2 separate regions of the Anas platyrhynchos genome follow, and region 1 is linked to region 2. Evidence: chromatin contacts called from public Hi-C data. All regions are on one chromosome and are shown on one strand. The core of a region is the stretch at or near the end of the contact, and the rest is flanking DNA. Distances in the headings are between cores, read along the strand shown.

Region 1 (3,542 bases), core at 495-2,994, 59 kb before region 2:
TTAATCGACCCACGTACAATTTACTATCCAAAAGTCTATCACAAAGCACTACAAACGTTACACGGGATCTGCCGTGCTTAAAAGCTTTGTGAAAGAAGTATATTTTGCAGGAAGTACTTGAAAGATGAGATAGAGATTGTTTAGTGTGCAAGGGATTTGCTCCAAAGCCCACTGAGGCTGATGGAATGACTTCAATTGATTCCAATGGTCTTTGGAGCAGAACCAAGGAGGGAAGAACTAGCGCCAAGCATAAAGGGCAACATAAAAGAAGGCGCAAAAAATAAAATTCAAATTCAAGATTAACTATGATGGAAGAAGTCCTGGCCATACTGAAGTCAAAGACCATTTTTTCCATTAACTTCAAAGAACAAGGACTTCTTCAAGCAATTTGTTAAAAGATACTGTTATGGATCTATTGTTCAAATGGTCTGCAGTGGTGAAAGGTCCTAGATCCAAACCTTCTCCGTCGCCATGATTCATACACTGATACTACAAGTCACTGCACATGTTCCTCTAGTGGGAGATAAGGAACCATGCCTAATAAGAAAAATCATCTCCTGTGCCTATGAGGTGGTGACTCTGGTGAGATAGCCTGTGTGTGCCAGCTGTTGTGTTTTTCATCTGTCCCATTACACTGACATACTTATTTAATGTAGACCACTGCCATCAGATGCCAACAGCTGCAGCTAATCGGTACACGGTTGTTTCTGATGAAATGCTTTTCAGATCAGAATATGCCAATCCATCAAACCCAAGACTTTTGATGGGGGACATATTTCAACCAACTCCCCCCAGTTTTAAATTCCACTTTTGTTTTTAAAATTAAACCACTGGCAGTAAAAGAGTAAAATACAAAGAAGAAGTCAATATCAAAATCAAATGTTTTAGCTGATGCTAGAGGAAAAAAAAAAAAAAATCAAAACCTGGGTTTTCATTTTGCAGAAATTTTTGAAATTTTGGCTGTTGGCCCAAGTTTAAAACCCAGGTTCGGTTAAAAAAAAAAAAATTGTCGAAAATGTTCACAGGATAGGAAAGCCGTTTCCTGCCAACTCTATATTGGCTTACAGTTCTGACGCATGCAAGCTGGGTTTGAATTAACAGATTAGGCCCAGATCCAAAAAGGGACCTAGGCACTTAAAGTGGGACTGAGGTATGCAAGTCCCAGACAAAGGTCCTCAGTCCCTGGAAACCACCAAGTTTTCAAAATTAATAATTCTGCTTTAGAGCACGCCCCAGAGCACCTCAGCCCTGACAGGCAGCTCCATGCCCACCTCTGTCTTCACCCCACGCTGGCCCTTCCCAGGCTCCCTTGGTGCATGCCCACCAAAACCAGGGCCCTTCAGATATGCAACATGTCCGTTTTCTTCCAAAAACACAAACAGAGGAAGAGGTGGTGCCACTTTATCGTACAATAGCTCAGCGCTTGGAGCACACACCCAGGCAGAGCTGGGCTGATTTCCCCTCTCCAAAGGGCCCAGCCGAAGCCCTCCCTCTCCTCCTCACCACACTGCACTGGCATGCAAGAGAGAACCGGGAGATGTCCTTCGGTGCCCCTTGCCAAGCTTTGTTTCAACACCTGATCTTGTTATTTTCAACATGGAAACACAAAGTATTCTCAGAAACCCTGGAGCCCTGTTTTCTCTTCAGGAGAGGTCTTTGGATTTAAGACATCCTTGTGCCCTCAGTGTCCCCTTTTGCCCATCTTGGGCAGCTCCACAACCAGCGTTGGCCGCTCTTTTTCCTATCTTTCCCTGTGTCCCTGTTTCAGTGGGTCAGGATGAGGCCCTGTGGGGCTCAGCCCTTGCACCCCACGGCACACACAGGGGCAGTTCAGCTCTCCATCGTGTTTGCTGGCTAGTAAGCCTTGGGAGAGGATGCAGGCTACTGCTAGGCCATGGAGGCACCCAGCCCCACTGTGCCACTATCCCTGCCTGTGAGTATATGGAGCTAGGAATTAGGCTTCCTTGTTTACATCTCCTCCTCTTTTTATCTTTTCCACCCCCCTGCTCTTTCCCCGCTCTTAGTAAAGAATGTTTTTCAAAACAAGTGCCTGCATTCGAGCTGCTACAAACTCCAGTTTCCTTGGAGAAATGTTTGTGCTCTTTAACTTAAAGAATTTCCGAAACATATAGCAAAGGAATTTCATAAACTGCTCATTGAAAAACATTCCATACATTCCCCTCTCATCCAGAGACACCCGTGTGTGGTCTCCGACAAGGTCAGGTTTGGGGCTACGTAACGGGGACAGAGATTCCAGCACTCGGAAAACAACAGATACCACAGACCGTGAGGCGGGGGGGAAAGACCTCGTGACTCCCCTCGCTGGAGGCTGGGAGACCACCGGAAAAGCTACAGACAGTAAACACTATGCATTTATCCCGGGGAGGAAAATCCCAGCGAGAACCTCCTGCATATCTGTGAGAGAGTGACATCAGGCTCTGCGCTGCTAAGGAGTGGAAAAAAAGGAGAGGAAGCCAGGGGCGCCTGGCTATTACTTCATCTAAGGAAGGTGAAGGCACACAAGGAGGTCCTTTAGAGGTGGGCTGGAGGCCTAGTGCAAACAGTGGGCAGCCAGAGAGGGAGAAAGTTACGGATGGATGCTGGGGCAGCAGTGGGATGAGCACCTTTGTTGCAGATGGCCTCCTCCCTGTGTTGAAATCTGGGAGACACGTCTGCTGGCCCTTCCATCCCTTGAGGCGCTCTGAAGCTCTAGGAACGAGCGCTCTGCACATCTTCAGTTTACACTGTTTGCAGAAACCATAACGTTGTTATTTCCAAACCAAGTACTCTGAAACACGCCAAAGGCACCATTCCTAATCCACTACGATGGACATGACTCACGGCAGGTCTTAAAACAAAATTACCCAAAGTGAAGTAAGGAAAAAAAAATCAGGAAAATAGTCTCTTGGAGAAAGTCCTTCTCTAGTACCTGATGAAATGTTGCAAGAGGTGTTTTATTACACATTTTTCCACTGAAGTTCTCATGCTAGAATTGGTTTCTGAGTTTAGATCAGCTGGAGACCTGTCAACTCACAGGGCATGTTCTAGCAAAGTCTGATATACAAGTAACTCTGAGCTGAAAGCTGAGGTTTTGTGGAAATTGATAACAAGTCCAACAATATGCACATCAGCACGGATTATATATGACTGGTGGTTAGTAAGATCGTTTCAATTTGGTAAGGTATTGCTACTTTCTTAGGGCTCATTAATGACCACAAGGCATACTCAATGCAATCATGATCCAAACCTTTTCATTTGCTCCCCATGTCACTCATGTAGTTAACCAAATCCTTCGTCCTCAGCCATGAGTCTCCCTTAAGGGAGACTGGAGCCTAGACTACGCATTCTTAGACTTAGCTCCATTTGTAAGCACGTGAGGAAAAAAAGGAAGCTTAGGCTGGAGATGTCAGATCTTTAGTCACCTTCACAGAAGTATCGCATTGCAATAGATTGACCACAAACAATAGCCTGTCCAGGATTCTGTAGTGAATGACAAGGAATGAGAAATAGCTGAGACAACAAACATACAGTCACAACATTAC
Region 2 (3,698 bases), core at 983-3,482:
CTGTGCATCTCACCACCTGTAGGACACTAGATGTACCTGAAGGAGCTAAGAAGAACAGAAAGGGTTTGGGGGCTTGTCTTTCATTTCCCAAAAGCTTCACAGGTATGAAAAAGGGGAAAAAGAAAAAAATAAAAGAAAAAAACAAAAGGCAGAGCTTTTATGGCAATTCTGTTTATTATGGGGGCTACCAAGAAGAAATCAGTGCTTGACAAAAAGCTGCCTAAATGGCTGGGTGGAAAAAGGGCAGCAAACTGGAGGATGCACGGTGTGAAGCCATGTGGACTGCAACAGAGATGGGTGTTAAACCTCAAGGTGCTGGGCTCCAGGGGCCCCACGCAGTGGCAGTATTGAGGGGACTGCAAGCTGCTAAAAAAAATAATATAAATAAAGACACTTGAAAAAGCTTCTGGCCATGCTGGAGCAGGTCCATTTTCTTTACATGGAATTAGCCCACTCACAGGAGTGCTCACCTTCTAATACGGACACAGCAGGAAAAGCTAAGAAATAATATTAAAGAAAACTCTTTAAAGGGAAAATCCTTACATTGCTGCAGTCCACAGAGAGAATTTTGCAAAGAAACGTTCATTGTTTTGCACTGCAGACATGCACACAGAGACAGGAGAGGTGAGTATGTTTTACTTAAGAGCACCCAGCCAAATCAGTGACGGAGCCAAGTACTGAAGAGCTTTGATATTTTGGTCATGCAGCAAGATGTGGCTATTCAGTCCTATTTCATGCTTTCCATCCTAGCCCACAAATTCTGGGTCACAGGAGGGTGAACCCTCAACACAGGCTCTTTAGAAACCCAGGAACACGCTCTGCTACTCAGCTGGACTTAAACCAAGTTAAAGGCAGGAGATGGAGCTGGCTTCATGATGGGCAGAACCACCTGGAAGCCAGCACTGACTGCCCTCCTCAAGGGGCCAGCAAGCAGGGAGGAATCTAAAGCACAATGGATGTTCTCCGAGGCACCAAGTCCAGTTACAAACCCAGGGCAGAGACCAGAGCAGCTTGGAGGTCGGGCTCCCAGCAGTGCTGCAGCGGGCAGGCACTCACAGGAACTACAGCAGTGACGTGCACACAGTAAATTGTCTTCAACACGCACAAGGACACCAAGCTTGAAGACAAGACAGAAAAGAGGTTTCCCTAAAAACCAAGGTCAGTCCTACCTTGGGTTGGACTGCCAGAACTGCAGTAAGCAGCAGCCATTCCTTGAGAAGCTCTCCTTGAAGAAGAGCCTGAGGACACTGGGAGCACAGTCTTACTCTAATGGATGTTCAAGCAAACGCTCGGGGGGGGGGGGAGGGGGGGCTCACACTATTTCACCATGTGGACCTCACTAAGATGTCCACATCAGAAACTGAGACTCCCTGCAAGCTCTAGAGACGGGCAGACATTTTTTGAACATGATTCAGAGCCCAGAGGGTAGGAACCTAGCTCCTGTTCTACTTATGTGGTCCAAACCACTGCCCTGAGGTGCCTTCCCCTCTTCTTAGTCCACCCAGTGCTTAGGCAGGCCGCTGTGCTAAATGGCAAATGTTACACAACGACAGAAATCCCTGACATCTCCTCTACGTAGCAAGCATGGTATGAGCCCAGGGAAGCCACCTGAGACGGGGAACCTGAGGCTGCCTCGCATGCTGGAATGGCAGAGCTGGGGCAAGCTCTACATTTTATTTATTAGGACGTTGGTGAAGTCTGGCATGTGAAAAATAGAAGAATGATAACCATCACTAGGCATGCACACAAAACAGTGCTGCTCTCAGTGGGAGAGACAGTAAGAGCCAACTAGGACAGAATAAAATCAGATCTTCTATAGAGGTGCTACAGAGAGCATCAGTAACTGGAAATGAGGAACAAAACAATTCACTGATCACTGAAAGACTAAAAGTTGACTAAAGCCATACAAACAGTTGAGGTAGTCCTGGTCAAAACTGAACTTACAAAAAAAAAAAAGCAGTTTGGATGCAATGAGCATCGCTTGCCACCACCATGCAGCTCATTAGTTATTTAGCCATAGTTAACTATTGTGCTCCTGACAGGTTATCAGCCAGGCAAGCCTCATTTTCTGCAAGCATAAAAAACCCACACAGGAACAGCAGAGGTAAAACTGCCGAGCGGGATTTTGTACGTGGGACATTGTAACATCTTATCAGGCCCCAGACACATGAGATCAGAAATGCCAGCTGGAACCCACAGGGCTTATCTGGGCACTCAGAAGTGTAGGAAGAACGAGAGCCAGAGGAGTTTTATTCTATATGAATCCATGAATGCTGCCATTGTAGATAAGGAGCGAAGTCCCAGGTTCCTCTAAGTCAATGACAAATCTCAGTTTGACTTCATTTGGGCTGGGATTTCCTGCTCAGCATCCAAGTGTAAAAACCGTGCTAAACACAGGAAACAGACAGCAGAAAGTCTCAACCCCCCCCCACGGCTCCCAACTGCGCTGCTTTCAAGGCCAGCACGAGCCTACCTGCTAGCTGAGAAGGATGGCTGCTTGTGCTCGGCACAGGCTGCTCTTCTGAGGTTTAGGGTCAGGCTTTTGGGGCGCTGAAGGCAAGTTTTGGTAAGCCAGGATGTTCCCCTGTGCATGAAGTGATGAAGCTAGACCCCAAGTCACAGCTCATCTGCTGTTGGAGGGGCTCTCCAACCCTGGGGGCAGGAATCCTCAGGGTGTAAATGAAAGCAGTGTCCAACCCCAGAGATACACCAAGAGGAAAGAGCTATTAAATCACGAACAAAAAGAAGAAAAGACAAAGCCTGCCATCTTCCACAAGGCACCAGCTTGCAGCGAACAGGATCAGACCATAGCCCTGCACCCTGCAGGTGGAGGCTCTGCCACCAGGGACGGGGACAGCCAGGGCCAACTTTCTGCCCCGCAGCAAAAGGAGTTCCCACAGGAATGAGGACAACCTCCTTGTCCTTTGAGGGTGCCCAAAACATCACAAGCTATGCTCGACAGTGGTAAGATGCCAACCCCAGAGACAGGAGGAGAAATTTTATAGGTATCATGCTGTCAGTACTGAAGTTAAAAATCCACCTCTTTTCAGTGCTAACATCCTACCCTGCTGGGGGGGGGGAGGGGGGGGTGGTGCTAGCCACTGCCAGATAAGACAATAAGTAAAATTTAACCTGCAGGAGGTTTCGGGGCTGCTTTTAAGAACAGCCCACACCTCAAGGGAAGGAGGCACAAGCACTTCTGATACTCCCATTGCAGCTGTGACGTTACAGGAGGGAGGGAAGGACCCCACAAGGGTGCTGCAGGTGTTGGCCCACAAGCTGCCAGCAGGAGCCACACTGGGGCCACCAGCAACTCAGAGAACCTCTGCCACCTCTTGCCAGCCACCCTGGTGACCTTCAGCCTGCTGCAGCCATCTCAACCCCATACTGGCCAGGAAGGGGGGTCACCGCCTTGGAGCCACCAGGAAGGCTGCTGGGCATCCCCTGTGGAGACCCAGTGCCACCTAAAGAGGGGGACAAGGGCTCATTTTTGCCCTTCCCTGGTGCCCCCCCAGCTCAGGCCGGGTGTGTGGGCTTTTCCCAGTGCCAATTAAGTGCAGGCCAGGGCAGAGGGGTGGTGCACCAAGCCCCCGTCTTGCTGCCTCCGTACTGTCACCTTCCATTAGGCAGCTGGCGGCAGGGACAAGGGGAGGGAAAAGCCAGCAGTGTGTTTGGTTTTGCTGTTTTTGTGGGCACTT

What was found. A called contact is a pair of places that touch in the nucleus more often than the background predicts.
Region 1: a contact with region 2 is called in a Hi-C map of skeletal muscle, with 2.1 times the contacts expected there. The contact joins two enhancer-like sites. A contact is called at or near these places in 2 of 8 Hi-C or Micro-C datasets (liver and skeletal muscle).

Annotation. Positions count from the first base shown.
Region 1 is chr5:28,222,008-28,225,549 of IASCAAS_PekinDuck_T2T, reverse strand. No RefSeq gene overlaps it. Among named protein-coding and RNA genes, the nearest start is that of IGF2, 99 kb to the left of the region's middle. Within about 2 kb of position 1,744, at least 4 of the 8 cell types and tissues checked have an H3K27ac peak or open chromatin away from gene starts, as enhancers often do.
Region 2 is chr5:28,163,160-28,166,857 of IASCAAS_PekinDuck_T2T, reverse strand. No RefSeq gene overlaps it. Among named protein-coding and RNA genes, the nearest start is that of MRPL23, 89 kb to the right of the region's middle. Within about 2 kb of position 2,232, at least 1 of the 8 cell types and tissues checked has an H3K27ac peak or open chromatin away from gene starts, as enhancers often do.